3 separate regions of the Sus scrofa genome follow, and regions 1 and 3 are each linked to region 2. A link is a contact called in public Hi-C and promoter capture Hi-C data. All regions are on one chromosome and are shown on one strand. The core of a region is the stretch at or near the end of the contact, and the rest is flanking DNA. Distances in the headings are between cores, read along the strand shown. Region 1 holds the start of MBD6 (methyl-CpG-binding domain protein 6). Region 2 holds the start of ATP5B (ATP synthase subunit beta, mitochondrial). Region 3 holds the start of ARHGAP9 (rho GTPase-activating protein 9).

Region 1 (3,215 bases), core at 257-2,756, 800 kb before region 2:
AACAGGAGGGGTCGCAGTGCGCATGCGGGAGCGCGCCTACCCCTCCCCCACAACCCCCCATTAATCCCCAAGAGAACAAACACCCCACGCGGCCCCCCGCCCTCCGCGGAAGGATCCGAGCCTCTTCCCAGGCCACTGGTGGCCAATCCCAGCCCTCCTCGGGGAGGGGCCCCTTCCGAAGCCGCAATCTGTTAGGGGAACCAGGAATGCCAGGTCCGGGAGGAGCTGGCCCCAAAAGATGAAAGTCGCGACTTGCCCTGCCCCGCCCCAAAGGCTTCCCGGGTAGTGTGCTGAGACTTGACCCGCCTCCCCAGGTCAACATGTCACAACACGACCCCGGCCTGTCAAGTCACATGACCTCTGCCTGTCACTGACGACCTGGTCATGTCTTTGGACCAGGAGAGACCATCTGGTCCAATCCACCCCCGCCTCCACTTACAGAAGGAGAAATGGAGGTCTAGAGCAATGGTGCAGGCCTGGCCAAGGACTTGTCACCGTCACGCTACCACCTATACCTGCTATCTAGCGACAAGCGGTCTTATGACAGTTTCTACTTAGGACAAACTCTGGCTGCCCCCATGAGGGTATGAGGATATGTAACAGGACACCACATGGCCTATGTTTTCTACCTAATGGCACTGGAAAAATACTTTGAATTTTGCATGGTGCTTTTCATTTTTGTTCAAGCTGCCTCCAAGTTCGTAAGTCTTTCATTTTACTTTCACAATTCATTATCTTGTATTTGAGAACCAGAACGGCGAGGCACAGAGAGATTAGGTGGCTGCCCTAGGATTCATGGACAAGTGAAGGACCGCTGAAGCTAGAATCTGGGCTCCTGACAATCCACTCCATAGCAGTAGTGTGCTCACGTGCAAGCAGTGTTCCAGGCAACAAGGCTCTACTGTAGCCCACCTAGAAGTCAGGAGGCCTGGGCCCGGCTCCTCACAGCAGGGAGTCACAGGACTTGCAGGTGTGGTACACTGAAAAGGGCGGGCCCAGGCTTGGGTGAAGGGCACCAGAGCACCACGTGGGGGGGGGGGGGGACAGAATCCGGTCCACCCGGCAATGAACATGAATTCTGGCTTGCTGAGGGCTCATCAGAAACTTTGCAAAGATAAACGTCTAAGGGTGCTCTTCAGAGGGGAGGAACTGAAAATGACCACCAAGGGGATTCAAGTTCTTCAGCCTCTTTGGAAGAAATCAGGGGGCTAAAAGAAAAGACCCCTTTAAGAAAACTGGAGAGGATGCAAACAATCTTGATGGATGCAAATTTTCAAAGGAAGGATGTTTAAAAGACCTTCTGTCCATTAGCTGGGAGAGGGTGGTAAGCGAGGAAAATGGGAGTCCCTTATGGAGGAAATAGAACGGGGGCTAATGTCAGGTGGGTGGAACATGAGCTCTAGAGAGAGACAAGCTGCAGAGAGATTTCACACCGCAGCTTAGGGGTGACGGGTTGAAAACCGTTGGGGCCGTTGGGTGCCGGGAGCTGGCGCCCCGCCCTCTCGCCTCTTCCCCGCACCCCCACCCCCCGCACCTCCCACTACCCTCTCAGTCCCTTGCGCGCGTGCGCGCGCAGACACCGGTTGCCAAACATTGCATCATCCCCGCCCCCCTTTCCTCCCCTCCCCCCTCCAGCTCTCCCCTCCGCGCGCGCGCATGACTCACTCACCTCCTCCGCGAAGCCTCGTGACCCAAAGCCACTTCCGGGTCCAACACGAAGTCGACCCCCAAGCGGGAGGAGGTGATGGGGGCGGGGCCGAGGAGCTCCTGAGTGGCGGATGTAGGGGATGAGGCGGGGCCAACGCCAGCGTGCCGCTTTCTGATTGGTAGGCTTCTGGATCCGCCCCAGAGGGGAGGGCAAGGCCCTGTTAAAAGATCCCAGCTCTGCGCTGCGGAGGTCAGAGGCTTGAGTCTAAGGCTTAGAGAATATCATGTTGAAGATGAGCCGGTGGCAGCGACAGAGCCAAAATCAGAGCCGGAACCTGAGGAGAGAGGCGAGTACTGATTCCCTATTTTTTTACTCTCCCATCCTCGCGAACACCAGTTGTCCTCTCCAGGTTAGGGCATCCGCTCTTTGGGATGTGGCCCCACCCCCTCTGCAAAGCGGTGAGGTGACTGTCCGGTGGAGTGAGGGGAATCTTTTATTCGGAAATGGTGCTTACGGACTCTCTTCCTTGGCAAGACAGTATTATCCCACCTATGTCCGGAGCACAGACCGTGCTCTCTGTTGGTCGGTGAAGGGGCCCTCGGGAGATGTATTTTCTCCGGTTGCTGACCCCAAGCCTCCTCGTTAGGCCTGTCCGGTATGAGGCCGAGCAACAGGACACACCCCCGCGCCGAGAAGCCTGGTGACCGTAGCTAACCGGCTTTGCCACCATCGGCCCTGCCCCTTCCCCACCCCCAATCCTGTCTCAGCCGCAGCGTCTCGGGGCCAGCATAGCCACGTCAGTAGCTGGGGCTTCTGGACCCTCCACAGGACATTTTTTCCGCGCCCTTGCAGAGGACAGAATCTTAAAGAGGCTGACACAAGCCTTTGGGAAGAGGGGTGCCCATGAACCGGGAGCGGAGATGGGTTTTCCCTTTCCTCAGAGCTCCCTGGGTCTCCTGCACAAGAGAGCATCCCGGATCTTTTAAGTGAGGAAAGCCATTTGGGGTCTCCCCAATGAATTGTCCTTCCCCTGGGATTGGTCTATGCCTCCTTCCCCGTGTCCTGTCTCCAACTAATCTCTGTGTAACCATTGCATCAGGCTAGCTAGCCCCCTGCTCGGCTCTGCAGCCCTCTGGCCTGCGGCTCCACTGCTGATGAAAGCTATGTCCCACACACTGGAAGGCAAGGAGGGTTCCCCAGGGAGGACAGCCCTGCAGAGAAACACTCAGGACGGTATTGCGTCTACAGTCCCCAGGGATAGGCAGCTGCTGCTCTGCCTCTGGGCTTCATCCTCCTTATCCCTATGAGGGACAGGGGAGAATGCACCATTCATTCCTAACAAATATTTAACCAGCACCTCCTATGTGCCATGCAGTGTGAGGCTCAGCATACATCCATGGACAAAAGAAAAAAAAAAAAATTCTCTGCTCTCCCAGAGCTTCCATTGCAGTAGGAAAAGGCATACAGTAAGCAAATATGTAAGTGCCACGGGAAAAGCTAAGGCATGGAGGGGTAGAGAATGCTCAGAGAGGAGAATACAGTTTACCTGAGTGGTCAGGGATTCCCT
Region 2 (3,038 bases), core at 202-2,701:
TTTTGTTTAGGGCCGCACCTGCAAAATATGGAAGTTCCCAGGCGAGGGGTTGAATTGGAGCTGCAGCTGACATCAATGCTTGAGTGAGACCAGGGATCAAACTCACATCTTCACGGTTACTAGTCGGGTTCATTACCGCTGACCCACAGCAGGAACTCTTAAACGAAAGGATCTTAGCACTAAGTCAAAAGGCACTGTTCTGAATGCTTCTTTTATATTTTAATGTACTTAATTTTTGAGACAACGTGAAATTATCCTAATTTTATTTTGTCTTTTGTCTTTTTAGGGCCGAACCTGTGACATATGGAGGTTCCCAGGCTAGGGGTCTAATCAGAGCTGGGTTTGTTTGTTTTAGTTTTTTGTCTTTTTGCCTTTTCTAGGGCTGCTCCTGTGGCATATGGAGGTTCCAAGGCTAGAGGTCTAATCAGAGCTGTAGCCACCGGCCTATGCCAGAGCCACAGCAACGCAGGATCCAAGCTGCATCTGTGACTTACAACACAGCTCACGGCAACGCCAGATCCTTAACCCAATGGGCGAGGCCAGGGATCAAACCCTCAACCTCATGGTTCCTAGTCAGGTTGGTTACCGCTGAGCCGCCACAGGTACTCCTTATTGCATTTTTTGTTCAAATGTTTTTCCTTTTTTTTCTTTTCCTTTTTTTTTTTTTTTTTTGTCTTTTCTTGGGCCGCTCCCGCGGCATATGGAGGTTCTCAGGCTAGGGGTCTAATCGGAGCTGTAGCCGCCAGCCTACGCCAGAGCCACAGCAACGCGGGTTCCAAGCCGCGTCTGCAACCTACACCACAGGTCACTGCAACGCCGGATCCTTAACCCACTGAGTGAGGCCAGGGATCAAACCCTCAACCTCATGGTTCCTAGTCGGATTCATTTCCGCTGCGCCACGACGGGAAGTTCCTCCAAATGTTTTTCTTTAAAAGTGAAATCCTAAGTCTTATCTTTGCCTTCTGAATGTCTAGCATATATTTTTTATACGACTGGTTACATTAATTTCATTGTAGCCTTAATTCTGTCCAGATTCCTCAACTGCTGAGTTGTCTGAAAGCTTCCAATGTCACTACTGCAAATAAAAACTGTGTTTGACTCCTGCGTTAGCCAAGGTCATTGTTTGTGGTGCTTTACGACGCTACCACTTCCCTAACCTTGCGGGAGGCTGTCACCTAGCTCAAGGTCCTATCTAAGGAGAGAGCCCAAGGACAGCCAAAGACAGCCCACGTGCTTCCTCACAGGAACTCGGCCCCTTCCCCAAACGCAGTTCCGCCAAGTAATCTTTCCAACTGACATACCTGTTGTCCAATTGCATTTGGAGGCTCTGAGGGTTGCACTCAACCGGACACTGTCCAATAAAAAAAAGGAATTCAGATTAGCACCAATTTTGGCCAATGATTGAGATGAAGAGAGATTATTAGCCTATAGGAGCGATGCTGAGAGTGATAAGCAGCAAGATGATCCAACGGACGTGCCTACTGCAGAGTAGGCCCCGCCCCCAACTGCGGGGAGTTGGCGGCCAGACTGCTGCAGCGCTCAGTCTCTACCCGGGCTCCGCCATGTTGGGCTTTGTGGGTCGTGTGGCCTCTGCCTCGGCCTCTGGGGCCTTGCGGGGACTCAGCCCTTCAGCGCCGCTACCCCAAGCCCAGCTCTTACTGCGGGCCGCTCCGGCAGCGCTCCAGCCTGGTAAGTGCCTTGCATTCGGAGCTGGTTTCGTTTCTGTCGCCTCATGACCTTGAGCTGGGGGTGGGGGGGAGATAGACTCTCGGGCCTAAGGGTCTGTGGTGCAAGAAAACGCCCGATCCCCTGCCTTGTCCTCTAAACTGCAGGAGAACAAAAATGATATAGTTCAGTCACATTTTGGAAGAGGGGCGTTGTGTGAACGAAAAGTGCAGGCAGGTGCATTGACCTTCCGGTGCAGTGCGGACACCGACCTCTCAAATAATGAGATTTTGTGCATGAGAATGGCAAGATGGTGCAGGCACTTTCTCTGTTCTAGCGGGGCCCTCCCTTTAGACCCGCCTTCCGTGTAAACGGAAGGAGGCCGGGCCTGGGCTCAATTCACCAGTCCTTCTGACCTTTAACTGTCCTGACCCTATCATCTTCCAATATCTTTTTTTTTTTTTTCTGTTAGCCAGAGACTATGCCACTCAACCATCTCCATCGCCAAAGGCAGGCGCCGCCACTGGGCGAATCGTGGCAGTCATTGGTGCAGTGGTGGATGTCCAGTTTGATGAAGGACTGCCACCCATCCTAAATGCCCTGGAAGTGCAAGGCAGGGAGACCAGGCTGGTTTTGGAGGTGGCCCAGCATTTGGGTAAGTACAACATGTTAAGAATAATGAAGGTCTTCGATGCAATTATCCCAAAAAACCAGGCTGTCTTCCTTCTGTGATGATTTTATCAAGATGACTTTCGTTCTTCTGAGTTTCCTGAAGCCACATTTAGATACTGAGAAGGAGTCTTGGTTGACTTAGGTGTTTGATGCCAGCTGTTTTTCATTAAATATGAAGTCAATTTGTCTTTATGTATAATCTTGCAATGTCTGTCTGACAGGTGAGAGTACTGTAAGGACCATTGCCATGGATGGTACAGAAGGCCTGGTTAGAGGCCAGAAAGTCCTAGATTCTGGTGCACCAATCAAAATTCCTGTTGGGCCTGAGACCTTGGGCAGAATCATGAATGTCATTGGAGAACCTATTGATGAGAGAGGTCCCATCAAAACCAAACAGTAAGTATCCCTCTTGTTCCATCTGCACACAAAGAAACTGCTTTTCCTAGCAGTTCTGTACATCAAGTGACACCCTCTAGTACAGTGGAATTTTCTTGCAGAGAATACACAGTCAGTGCAGTTTCTTCTGAAGAAAATTAAGGTTGTAGAAATTCTGATTGTAAAAGAAAAGTGAAAAAAAAAAACAAACCCAAACTGCTACTTGGGGGGCAAGTTGATCATTTCAGTTCATTTTAATATCAGTGGCATTTATTTCATATTGGCATATGAAGAAGTGGTGTTAGGTTAGGACTGTGTAAAAGGAA
Region 3 (2,780 bases), core at 85-2,584, 770 kb before region 2:
TTATTCACCTACCCACTCTGTTACCCCTACACCAAGCTCCTGGTGTTGGAGCTAGGGGTGAAGCAATGGGCAGTTCTCACCAGGAAGGTAGGCTGGGTCTTGGAGTAACGGGTACAGCGCTCCCCACAAAACAATGTCAGCTAAAGATTCTGTCTCCTTTGTTGAGAAAAGCAAAGAAAGAGGCAGGTGAGGCACTCAGTTTCTTCCCAATGAATGTCACATTTCATACATTTGCTACACACTTACAAGGTATCAAGCACCGTATTAAGCATATTTTAATTATCTCAGTCTTCACAACCCACTGAAGTGAATGCTAATATTACCCCCTTTCAAAGATGAAAAACTGAAGGTTTGAATTTATTGAGGTCTCTTTGTTGCTGCTCTTTTTTTTGTTTTTTTTGTCTTTTAGGGCCACTCCTGCAGCATGTAGAAGATCCCAAGTTAGAACTATATCCGCCAGCCTACGCCACAGCCACAGCAATGTGGGATCTGAGCAGCATCTGTGCCCTACACCACAGCTCCTGGCAACGCCGGGTCCTTAACCTACTGAGCGGGACCAGGGATCAAACTTGCATCCTCATTGATACTAGTCGGGCTTGCTATCACTGAGCCACAACGGGAACTTCCAAGTGTAGTGAGTTTTAAAGGTTACACTGCTAGTTGAGAGGCAGTTTGGGGGTCGGAACTCTGAATACAGTGTTCTTTCCTAACTCTCATACCACACAGCTTTCCCCAATCCCCATCTCAAGGCCCAACTCACCCCAGCCAGGAAAGGACAGCTCCGACGACTCAGGCTGTGGTCAATATGAGTCAGGGCTCTCCGGACTGGGCCAAGAACATCTTCCCCCTTCTTCCCCTGGACCACTAAATAGTACAGGGCAGCGGACAAAGCTGGCTAAAATGCGGGAGACACAAGTCAGGATGGCCATGCAAAGCAATGGCCTGCCTGCCTGTGATTCCCCCACATCTCAGTCTTACCTGCAGCTCTGTTGCTTCCCATTCCAGCCACTGGTTGGTGAGGTCATCTTGCTCCCACCCAGACAACAGAAAGAAGTATCTAACCAGGGAGAGAGCAACAGAAGGTAGAATGAGAGGGGCCTGTTTCTCACCCCCTAGTGAAACAGTGATTGTAAATAAGGCCACAGAGGACAATAATCCCTGATTTTATTCAGCCACCTCCCTGAATCAAGGACCAATACTGACCGACAGATTGCACTGGCGGAGAAGAGGTAGTTGCCACTATCCAGTTGCAAGACAGGGACCTTAGGCCGAGTCAGGAATGGAACCACACACTCTGATGCAGAACAGGAAAATGGGTGAAATACAGGGAAAAGAAAACAAATACTCTGTCAACTTAGAAGGACAACTTCACAGTGTTGGGGGCCTGGGGGAAGAAAGATGGGCCGTCTCAAGGAGAGGTTCCAGGATAGGACCACTGAAAGGGGGTGGGTCCAGAATACGCTGGAGAGACCAGCAGGTGTTCAGCTGAGACTGCCAGCTGGAAACAACAGATGGGAGTTGCAGACGGGAGGCGGTGGTATTGGGGTAGTGCTGCAGCCAAGAACTGAAACAACTGAAAGTAACTAGGATATCTGAGAGATCTGAGCTACACTGGAAGAACAAAATTAAGAGAACTGGGAGGATGGACAAGAGAACCTCTTAAGAGTCAAACAGATGGCTGGGAATGAGAAGAGGTAAACCGAAGGGAATATGTGTGTCTGGGTTTAGGAGAGGCGAGTGGGGTTTCCTAAGAACAAAGGAAAGGGGTGCCTGGGGAATTGTCATGTGAGTGACTAGCGAGTGTGTGTGGGGTCGGGGGGGAGTGCCGGGTAGGTGTGGGAGGTTAATAAAGGGAAAGAGTTTCACTGAAGTAAGGCGAGGTCCTGGGAAACGAAGAAGGGGAGGCAAAAGATGAGGGAAGGGGACACTGAGGAGAATTAGGTAACCGATGAAAGATGTGACTGGGAGGGAAACGGGATGGGGTGCCCAAGGACATTGCGGGAGAAATCTGACGGGAGTGCATGGTGGGGGGATGGGGGGTGGTAAAAGACAACTGTAGGGTGGGTGTCGGGCGTGTTCGCGTCCCGCCCTCCTCATCCACCGCCCACCAGCACCAGCCCGTCTACCTTCGGGGCCTACAGTGCTGATGAGCAGCTCCACTCTGCCCTGGGCCCTCCCGGCCGCAGCTAGCACAGGCAGGCTCCCCGGGGCGCCCTCGCTCACGAACAATCTCATTTCGCCGTGGGTCCCACGCTGATGCAACCGGAACCGGTCTCCCGCCAGAGGGATAAGCGATTGCCGCGCGGCACGCCGGGAAATGGAGTTCCGACTAAAGCTGTTCCCCGGGCCTGGGTTCCGGAAGTAGACTATTTCTCCCATCATACAACACTAGGAAACAGGAAAAGAGTGCCATAGAGACGAAGAGGCCGTAAACGCAGTGCCAGAGTGGCATCTTTTTGATGGGAGGGCCAGAAAGGACCTTTATGTGTGGGATCCGGCTTGTAATCCTCTAACGCCTCCCGAGAGCGGTGAAGGATACCGAGGGGTACAGTTATCTCGCTGAAGTGGCGACGTCAAGACTGCGGCTACTCGCAATGGCCCACTCTCGATTCGAGCTCATAAGAGAGTTCTGGAATTGATAGATAAGCGTATTTTAGTGACATAATGAAAATTAGTGTAGGTATCCTATTAGTAAAAAAGAATGTGACAATTATATATTTATTTCATACCAGTCTGAAGCGCGTATACAGCCAGGTGCTAACATTAAAGGGAAATGAGTC

Evidence for each region. Promoter capture Hi-C pulls out the DNA fragments that hold promoters and counts their contacts. Hi-C and Micro-C count contacts between places; a contact is called where the count stands out from the background.
Region 1: a contact with region 2 is called in a Hi-C map of liver, with 6 times the contacts expected there. The contact joins the promoter of MBD6 here to the promoter of ATP5B in region 2. A contact is called at or near these places in 1 of 5 promoter capture datasets (fetal liver) and 1 of 47 Hi-C or Micro-C datasets (liver).
Region 3: a contact with region 2 is called in a promoter capture Hi-C map of fetal liver, with 4 times the contacts expected there. The contact joins the promoter of ARHGAP9 here to the promoter of ATP5B in region 2. A contact is called at or near these places in 1 of 5 promoter capture datasets (fetal liver) and 1 of 2 datasets of contacts at active chromatin or transcription factors (alveolar macrophages).

What each region holds. Positions count from the first base shown.
Region 1 is chr5:22,788,511-22,791,725 of Sscrofa11.1, reverse strand. MBD6 (methyl-CpG-binding domain protein 6) reads right to left here and starts at 1,506. Exons shown (of 14, transcript XM_013997655.2): 1 at 1-1,506. It also overlaps a transcript of DDIT3 not described here.
Region 2 is chr5:21,990,806-21,993,843 of Sscrofa11.1, reverse strand. ATP5B (ATP synthase subunit beta, mitochondrial) reads left to right here and starts at 1,451. Exons shown (of 10, transcript XM_001929410.5): 1 at 1,451-1,689; 2 at 2,138-2,320; 3 at 2,559-2,733. The coding sequence starts at 1,461.
Region 3 is chr5:22,760,733-22,763,512 of Sscrofa11.1, reverse strand. It overlaps ARHGAP9 (rho GTPase-activating protein 9), which reads left to right and starts at 1,334. Exons shown (of 18, transcript XM_021091869.1): 1 at 1,334-1,694. It overlaps MARS (methionine--tRNA ligase, cytoplasmic), which reads right to left. Exons shown (of 22, transcript XM_021091867.1): 2 at 2,127-2,629; 3 at 1,204-1,294; 4 at 979-1,057; 5 at 761-895; 6 at 81-156. The coding sequence starts at 2,382.